2 separate regions of the Rattus norvegicus genome follow, and region 1 is linked to region 2. The links are chromatin contacts, called in public Hi-C maps. All regions are on one chromosome and are shown on one strand. The core of a region is the stretch at or near the end of the contact, and the rest is flanking DNA. Distances in the headings are between cores, read along the strand shown.

Region 1 (4,437 bases), core at 505-3,004, 470 kb after region 2:
CATACCCCCTTTCATATGACTTCCAAGAGGCACAAAAGGTAAATATTTAGTGACTGTGAAAGTAAATGGGAGGCTAAGCATCCCTAACGACAACAAAAATTAATAAAGGAACTGCAGTAAAATGGTGTAATCGCAATACTTTTTAAGATTGTGGTTTTCATGCTTTGTCACAGTGCCCTGTGTCATAACCTGTTCATTAGCCTGTGTCTTTATTCTCCTCACAGGCACTGATGCTCACCACATGCATGCATTCATACAGGTACATACAAAACAGATCTTTGTATGTACCCAGCAGGCACACAGAAAACACCTCGATGATCATACAAGTTTCTCTATAAGAAATTTAAATTATTTTCCTAATCCTGACCTATTTTTTGTGTAATTTGCTTTTATTTCTTTTAATCCTAAATGTTTTCCACCAGTTAAAAGTCTCCTTAGATGCAAATCTACTTGGAAATGGGCTAGTGCCAAAGCAGCAATCTAACACCATCTATGTGGTTCAATAGCCATTTATCAATTGATCATTATCTCTATCTGTTTTATTAACTCTTTTTTCACTAGAGGGAAAAAAATGCAATCTAACCTTTCAAAGCATACATGTACACACACACTCCGCTAACTCAAGGAAAACCAGGATTGGTAGTATCTAAATTTTAAAGTGGGACACAAGTTATTAGGTACTAAGGTCAGTGAAAACACACCGTGTTCCAACCACAAGAGAGAGAGTCACCCAGACAGAAAAGTGCTTCAGAAAAACACCTAGCAAAGCGTTTGGCAGAGACAAGAAGCATCTCTGTCAGACATGAAAGGGACTTTTCAGGAAAAAAAAAAAAGGATCGCACATAAAGAGTTGCTTACTGGGTTTATGTTGATTGCATTTAAATCCCAGCTTACTGGATCAGCAGTTATCAGGGTCCCTCTACAGGATGTCAAAATACACCTTATTCAAATACATTTCTCCTATCTAAAACTGGTTGATAAAACTGTTTACCAATTAAATGTTACAAGAGCCGGGCTTTATGCACTCTCTTTGGCAAATGTTATTCCTAAACTTGTGACAGTTTACAGCCTTGAAAATTGTTTTCTTTATTTCGTTACCAAACATTTGAAAATCCACGCCAAAGTATTCAATTTCCGCGAACTCTTACATACAAAAAGCTTAAATAGCAGTTGCAGTATTTTAAGGGAGTGGGGCAAGACCATTTTTTTAAACAGCCGCCATCTACTTAACATCCTAGCGCATTTGTCAGTACTACTTTGGTGCTGCGTGGATGATAAACTAACTCTTGCTTTGTATGGGTTTGGGGTAGGCTTCTGAAAAGCAAGACGTGTCTGGGAGGGAGGCACCAGGGAACTTCCCTCCCTCACTTGAGCACAGTCCAAGAGGAAAGTTTCTGGGTTGTTTCCCCTTCGCTTCCTCTTACCCTCGCTCCCCCGCGGAGCCGCAGAGCCAGCAATTGTGCAAGAGGAGCCGGGCGCGCAGGGCGCAAATCACCGAGCGCTTGGTACGGACGGCTGCGGGTGATTAATTATCCGTCCGCTGGCCTGGCGCTCTCCGGGCGGCTCTCCCGGCAGGGTAGCAGCCGAGCTGCCGGCGGCGGCTGAGCGAGAAGCGGCTCTGGGAGAACACAGGGGCCGCGCCGAGTGTGAGTGCACCGCGCCGGGCGGCGGGCGGCTGGCGGGTGGCGAGCCGAGCGGCTGCGCCGCGGCCAGGGGAGCACGGGGAGAGTGAAGCCACCGAGAACCGGAACGGAGGCCGAGAGCAAGCGGGAGCGCAGCCTGCCGCCCTTCGGGTTGACCCGGCCGGCAGGGAAGCCTGCATAGCCTCGCTCAGGTCTGAGTCCAGCTGCTCCAGACACCAGAAGTCAGACCCGCTGCTGTGAGGGGCCCGCGCTTTCTGACTGTTCGTTGCAAGACCTACTTAGAGACAGCAGACACTTTGACTAAGTCTTTCACAAAGATACATTTGTTAAGTATTGGCTTTTTCTCTTTTTAGCGGGAAACAAAGAAATAAATTAAGGCTTCGCAGGACCCAGGCTGCACAGGGTGAAACTTTGCAACAAATGCCTTTGCTTTCTCTAACTTCGATGTCCTTTCCCCCTTTTCCTTAAGGAGCCCTTGGGGAAGCCATGAAGTAACACTGCACATTCCAGTAACACAGAAATCACAATATATATATTTTTAAATTTCAAAAACATTTAGAAAGAAAAGTAGCAGGAAGAAAAGGGCAAATAACAACTCGAGATTTCTTTTTTTTTAAAAAAATGAAAGTAACTTACCTGTTGGGACATTCTGAATAAGAGGTTAGTATCAGCGTTTTGCCATGTCCCCATGAACCCTGGTTCAGCCGCAGTCGTTCTGGTTCCGAACTGCATGGAGTTGTCAGTACAGGAGTCTCTTAAAGTCAAGTCTCTTGCCCTCTTTGGCTCTCTGTCTCTCTGTGTGTCTCTTTCTCTCACATCCACTTCTGCCTCTTCTGACTGAAAAGTGAAGGTGGATTTTTTGAGCTTCTTGGCAGCCAGGAGCAGGAGTATAGTGTAGTTAAGAAGCTGGCTGAACTGTGCATTTCATTTGGGAAGGGGGAGATCTGGGGGAGGGAGGGGGGTCAGAGCTTCCTTCGCACCTTCTGCACAGATATCCCTATCATTTATGCATAGATTGTGACTCCCCTAGCTTGCCTTTGCTCGGTTTAACAGCTGCCTGTCAGGTGTGCGGGCAGCACTGGAGACCCAACCATCAGCTTCAAACCCTCAGCCACTGCATGTCATTGGATAGCAGAGCTAGGAGTCAACTGCACTGTTCCACTGTCAGGCACCAAATGACACCCTGCACGAACCCCTCTCCAGATACACAGATAGATACACACTCATGCGTACTCCACGAAATGCCACGGACACTGTCCACAAGGCCAGGGAGAGCCAGGGCCCTTCCCTGGAAATTTTCCCCAACAATGCTTTCTGCTGTAACATGTTATATCCAGCACCAGTCTTTCCTTTAAACACTTGTAAAACTATGAGACTTAAATATTTTTTAATTACACTGGAAGCGAGTGAAGTATTCATCTGGAGGAGAACATAAAGTTTGCTCAGTGTTTGCTTTTTTGTTTTTTTTTAATATTAGCTGCCACAAGTCACACCGTAATGCTAGGCTATTTATAACCACATATAAACTCATAGAGAAAATAATATACAGAGATTTGACCTTCTATTCTAAAGGGTGAACAAGCAAAGCTACCAGTTAAACATGGAAGATGTACAGTAAACATATGCAAAAATAAACATATACCACTTAATATCCAGCACCTCAGGCCATTAACTACCAAACCGAAGGTTAAATAAAGAGACACTGAAGGCGGAGACGAAAAAATGAATACCTTTTCTTAAAGCTCACAAGCAGAATAAAATCCTTTGTTAAAGTTCTCAGGTAAGGCATCTACATCAACCTTTTACATCATAAAACAGGGCAAAAGAGGAAGAAAAAAAGGAAGCCTGTCTTATTTCAGGCAAAAAGTAATGCATATAAAAACTCCATTTTTCATTCAGGATCTCTATGGAAAATTCTATAATATTTCCTTGCCTTGTGAAATATAACCTTGATAGCAGGTCATATTTTTAATTAGACCAGTTTTAAAACAAAACAACCATTTATTAGATAGTATTTATCTTCCTTATTTATGGAAAGGCAGAACTGAACAAAATCCACTGTACATAAACACTGTAACTTCAAAATGGAAAGCTAAATTCATGCTATCTCATAAAAGGAGTCAGCAGGAAAAAGCCATCCTTCCTAAACTTAAAATGTAAGGCACATTAATCTTCAGCCACTTACAAACACTGAGGACAAATGTAGCACTCTGCTTGCTCCTTCTTAACTAAAGAATAACAATAAACCTTCCTCTCAGAAACAACAAAAGAAACAGAAAAGCGTTTCGATGGCAGCCCGTGTCATTAGTGGACAATGAGAAAAGATGAGCAAACGTACACTATGTTGACACAAATGTGCCTTCCCTTCTAGAACTGACATCTCCTGAAAGCTTTTCTGTTAAACTTCCCTCCAGTTCACCACCATTAAGCACAAAAAAGTCTCAAAAGAAGCAAATTCAATATCTGAAAGGAGACATACAAGAACCCAAAGAATTGTTGCCTTAAAATATATTAAGTCCACCTGTGGTCAATAAAAATATTCTTTGGCGGGGGAGGGCGGGAAAAGCCCCTGTGAGTCAATTGTCAACGGTGACTGTACCTTTACACTATTACCCACTTAACTCCCTCTAAAATTTGCTAGCCTCTTGATTTCTGAAGTGGCTCTCAGTGCCTCAGTCAAGCTGCCTGCTCAGCTCCTGACCTCCCCACTAATGGCTGTTATTTGTGGGAGGCTTAAGGACACTGTCAATAGCAAGCTTCCTCCTCTCTCCACTCAAGCACTGTTGTATCTCCC
Region 2 (4,065 bases), core at 941-3,440:
TGAGTAGATGGTTTAGAATATTAAAGTTGGAAAGTTTGTTATTCTGCTTCCCAACCAGACTGCCATGCACTAGCCTGGCCTCTTTCTGATGGTTTATAGCTCAGCGGCCACATTCTGCACCCAACTTACCTCATTTTGGGATTGTCTCCTAAGAAAAGAATTTTTTTCCTTTAAAAAGGCAATCTGCCTTAGCTAGGGTTTCATTGCTGTGAAGAGACACCATGACCAAGGCAACTCTTATAAAGGACAACATTTAACTGGGGCTGCCTTACAGGTTGAGAGGTTTAGATCATTGTCATGGCAGGAAATGTGGCATTGTGAGAGCAGACATGGTGCTGGAGGAGGACCTTGAAAGTTCTACATCACAATCTGAAGGCAGCCAGAAGGAGACTGTCATCCCTGGACAGAGTCTGAGCATGGGAAGCCTTAAGCTCACCTCTGCAGTGACACACTTCCTCCAACAAGGCCACACCTCCTAATAGTCCCACTGCCCGTGGCCAAACAAACACATGAATCTATGGGAGCCTAACCTGTTCAAACCACCACCCAATCTAATACTTATTAAGAGTTTGACCTTTTTATTTTTTATAATTCTAAGTTTTAAAAGAGAGGTAAAAATAAATAGGTTCAAATTGCTCTTTCAAACGAGAATAAAATGTCGCCACTCTCTGACTTTAAAAAAATAATGTATACTAAATAAGGTCTTGGGAATTGTGTAAGTGTTTTTCAGGTGAAGCCTGCTTCCCAAGCTGACTTTCCAAAGGTCAAGTATCATATGGGTTTAACATCCAAATAGCCATTGCCAATGAGGGATGGGAATAGACTCAGACTACAAGAGGATGTGTCTACCTCATCATTTCTTCTTACCTCATGAGGGATATAGAAAAGGCTCTCAGGATGATTCGTGAGAATTACCCACCAACCTGGATTGTGCACTTTTACTTGTTGAAATCTTCACGTGGTGGTTGCCATGTGTTGAATACTGTTCTGAAGGATTCTGAACTATCAACCCACTTCTTATGACTGTAAGGGCTATGACTGCTGCCATCGATTTGCTCACAGTGAGATAGAGGCACACTATTAGCAAATGAGTGGAGGCACCCCAGGCTCCATGACTCAGAGCCATGCTGTTGACCACCAGGCTCACCAGTCTTCTGTGATGTGCACCTTAACTTCTCTGGTTTCTTATTTTTACAATCCCTTATGATTTGTGTGAACTCAACAGACAGGTGTCTCTGAGAGGACAGGGACTTTGCTGTCTGGGAAGCTGCACCAGGCTGGGCCCCCAGAGTTAGCAGTGAAGTCCTATTCAGACACTGAGGGGGTTTTCCATTTCTCCCCTCTGCCCCCACCCCCACAGGCTTTGTTTGAACACAGGAGAAAGACCTTTGAGGACAGGGCTGAGGAGCAAGCTGCCACCATTGTGAGACGGTGTTAAGACACGATGGAGTTTGGTTCTGGTTGTGTCCCTATCTATGTGTGAAAAGTGTTCATTCGTTTATTTATGCTTCCGTGGCCACTGTGTATATGTGTGTGCTTGCCCTGGGTTTTCTAACATAAACAGGATGCTAGGGTAAGCTTCCAGTGGGGCCTGGTTTCTTCCTTCTCTGTACATTCAAACCCTCCAAACTAAGAATTTTAAATCAACGATTTCCCTTTTCAGAGAGGGTCATTATTTGTTTGCAATGCACAGGCTGGTGAGCACAATGGGCATGTCTATTCTCCTAAGGCTGGAGGCTGAAGCCCAGGCAGAGATCATCAGAGTTCTCTGATATGCGGGTTCCCTGGGCCACAGGCCCACCCCCACAGGTGGCCAGGATGTCCCTTAGCAGGAATCATGAAGCCCCAAAACCAGGAGTCTTTGCTGCTCCCAACTTCCATTTCCTCAACCCTTAAAATGTCTGGCTCTATCAAACTCCACCCAGTTGTTTCCAGGAATGCTTCAGCCAGGCTCTTTACCCGGATCTTCAAAGGCGATGGAGCTCCGCTGCTGCCCCTGCAGCTGTAGCAAACAGCGCATTTGTCAGCTTTTGACTGTCTGCAGAGGTACCAGCCAAGATGCCTCCCTGGAAGGTGATGTCTGAAGCGTTATTCTTAAGGGAGCAAAGAGCAGAAGTGTGGAAAGAGTGTTCCTTCAGAATGGGGCTTTCCCGGTCGGCCGTGGGACTCCAAGGCTGGGAAAGTGAGCACGCCCAGCAGAGGGCGCTACCGCGCCGGCGCTCACAGCGCTGTGCAAGCCAGACAGGGGGATGCTCAAAACCACTGAAGAGGGATAATTCCATACTAGCACCCCCCCGCCCCCGCCCACTGCCTCGACCTCCCTCTTTCTCCTCCCTCATCTCTTCTCAGCCCCTTTCTGTCTCCCTTTTTTTCCTACCCTGTCTCAGCCTTTCTTTCTGACCATCTCTAACTCCTAACCCCTCCCTGACTTGAGCAGCGCACTCCTGGGAGCCTCAAGTCTAGTAACTGAGTGTTAATTATGTCTGAGTGGATTCTAGAGAAAAAGAAAACCATATACTGTATCAGCAGAGAAATGGTTTCACTATGAGGAAACTAATGATGCTTTTATCAGGAACAATATAAAGATTGCTTTTTTACTAGTGTGTGTCCCGTAGGGTTCGGGGCTATGAGATATTTCTGTATCTGGCTTGAGGTTCCTCTGAGCTTTTACATAATCAAATCAATATAGCCATGATTCACCCTCTGGCAACAACTGCTCGCTGCAAGTTTGCTGTTGCTCCTTTAGTGGCTAAAAGGAAAATAAATAAATATATAGAGAGGAACTTATTATGAATCGGTAGGCATTGATCTGTTCTGTCTTCTGACTTCCTTTTTAATTGCACGGCATGCACACGTTCTCACACACGGGCAGCGTGATCCCGTAAGTTCATGGTCAGTCAGAAATGAGGTGGCCAGAATTGCCTGAGGGCTTGCCACTGTCCACTCGGAAGAGAAGCTTCCTTGTTCAGAAAGAATAAAGCAGAGGTAGAGATGGGGGCCGGCCCACTCCCTGTTCTGTGCATTGTCTGCATCTTCTTTATCATCCCTGTGAATTCCCTACATTCCGGGCATGATTTTGGCTCTTGCCTTTCTCCTTCAGTTATCTTGTTTTTGTATCAGGAATTTCCCTCCCCTCCCCTGGCAGAAACCATCTGCTTAGAGCCCAGATCTGTCCCCAGGGCTGTCAGTGAGGTCCCAATCATTCTCTCCCATCCTGAGGACAACTGGTCTGGACCCAAAGAGGGGAAAAAAGCAGCAAGTAAGAGAGAGAGCGAGAGTGAGAGAGAGAGCACACATATGGTGTAGGGAGCAAGCCATCTACAGTACAGGATGTGTGTCTCCCCTTCTCTGTCCTGAGCAAATCACAGGAAGGAAGAAGCTTCGGGAACAGCGCCTGAAGTCTTCACGATGCACCCAGCTTGCAGATCCGTTCACCACTTTCTCCCTTAAAGTAAATAAACACAGACGGCTGCTCTCAGACTAACCCGTGCTCGAGGAGTCAGTGCCATACAACTGTGTCATCTGCTTTTCATAGGCAAACTGGGATGACCACAAAATACAGCTTTTCTAGTGCCTTGTGTGGCTTAGAATCAACAAAATCAACTGATGAAATAAGTGTGTTAGTCTGTCTGGGGAGAAACCGAGATCGAGCCTCCCAGGCAGTCTGCTGGGGAGGGCAGAGTACTGTGTGGCCCTAACTTGGAGACTCTACTCATAGGTATACTTCATTTACCCCATCCCTACAAGAAGAAAAACCTGAGAAGTCACAGCAGAGAGTAAACCCATTCGTGCAGGTCAAGTGTACTGAGCCCCTGGGGAAATAGTATCACCAAAATGATCAAGTTCCCTAATTATGAGCACAATTCCCCAACAATAACACTGTTCTCTGAGAAACAGTGGAAGAGAAGTTCTGGAAGGCTCTCTTTGGCTAGTAGAGGTAAAACTTTGCCCCCGAAGAACATCGTTTGCAATTTCTCAGCAATGTTTACAGGCATCAGGACAGACAGCGTCCAGCTGGGGCGCAGAGGGAAGGGAAGGGACTTTCAGACAGACTTACAAATGGTG

What was found. Hi-C and Micro-C count contacts between places; a contact is called where the count stands out from the background.
Region 1: a contact with region 2 is called in a Hi-C map of the A7r5 cell line, with 7 times the contacts expected there. The contact joins two enhancer-like sites. A contact is called at or near these places in 4 of 12 Hi-C or Micro-C datasets (the A7r5 cell line, the Rat2 cell line, Schwann cells and 1 more).

Annotation. Positions count from the first base shown.
Region 1 is chr5:103,996,732-104,001,168 of GRCr8, forward strand. It overlaps Bnc2 (basonuclin zinc finger protein 2), which reads right to left. Exons shown (of 7, transcript NM_001106666.2): 3 at 2,280-2,480. Among named protein-coding and RNA genes, the nearest start is that of Bnc2, 63 kb to the right of the region's middle. Within about 2 kb of position 1,755, at least 23 of the 93 cell types and tissues checked have an H3K27ac peak or open chromatin away from gene starts, as enhancers often do. A contact at or near this core is called in the A7r5 cell line, where this site is marked.
Region 2 is chr5:103,526,726-103,530,790 of GRCr8, forward strand. The region is part of intron 2 of LOC108350993 (a long non-coding RNA gene); the gene reads left to right. Among named protein-coding and RNA genes, the nearest start is that of Bnc2, 530 kb to the right of the region's middle. Within about 2 kb of position 2,191, at least 3 of the 93 cell types and tissues checked have an H3K27ac peak or open chromatin away from gene starts, as enhancers often do. A contact at or near this core is called in the A7r5 cell line, where this site is marked.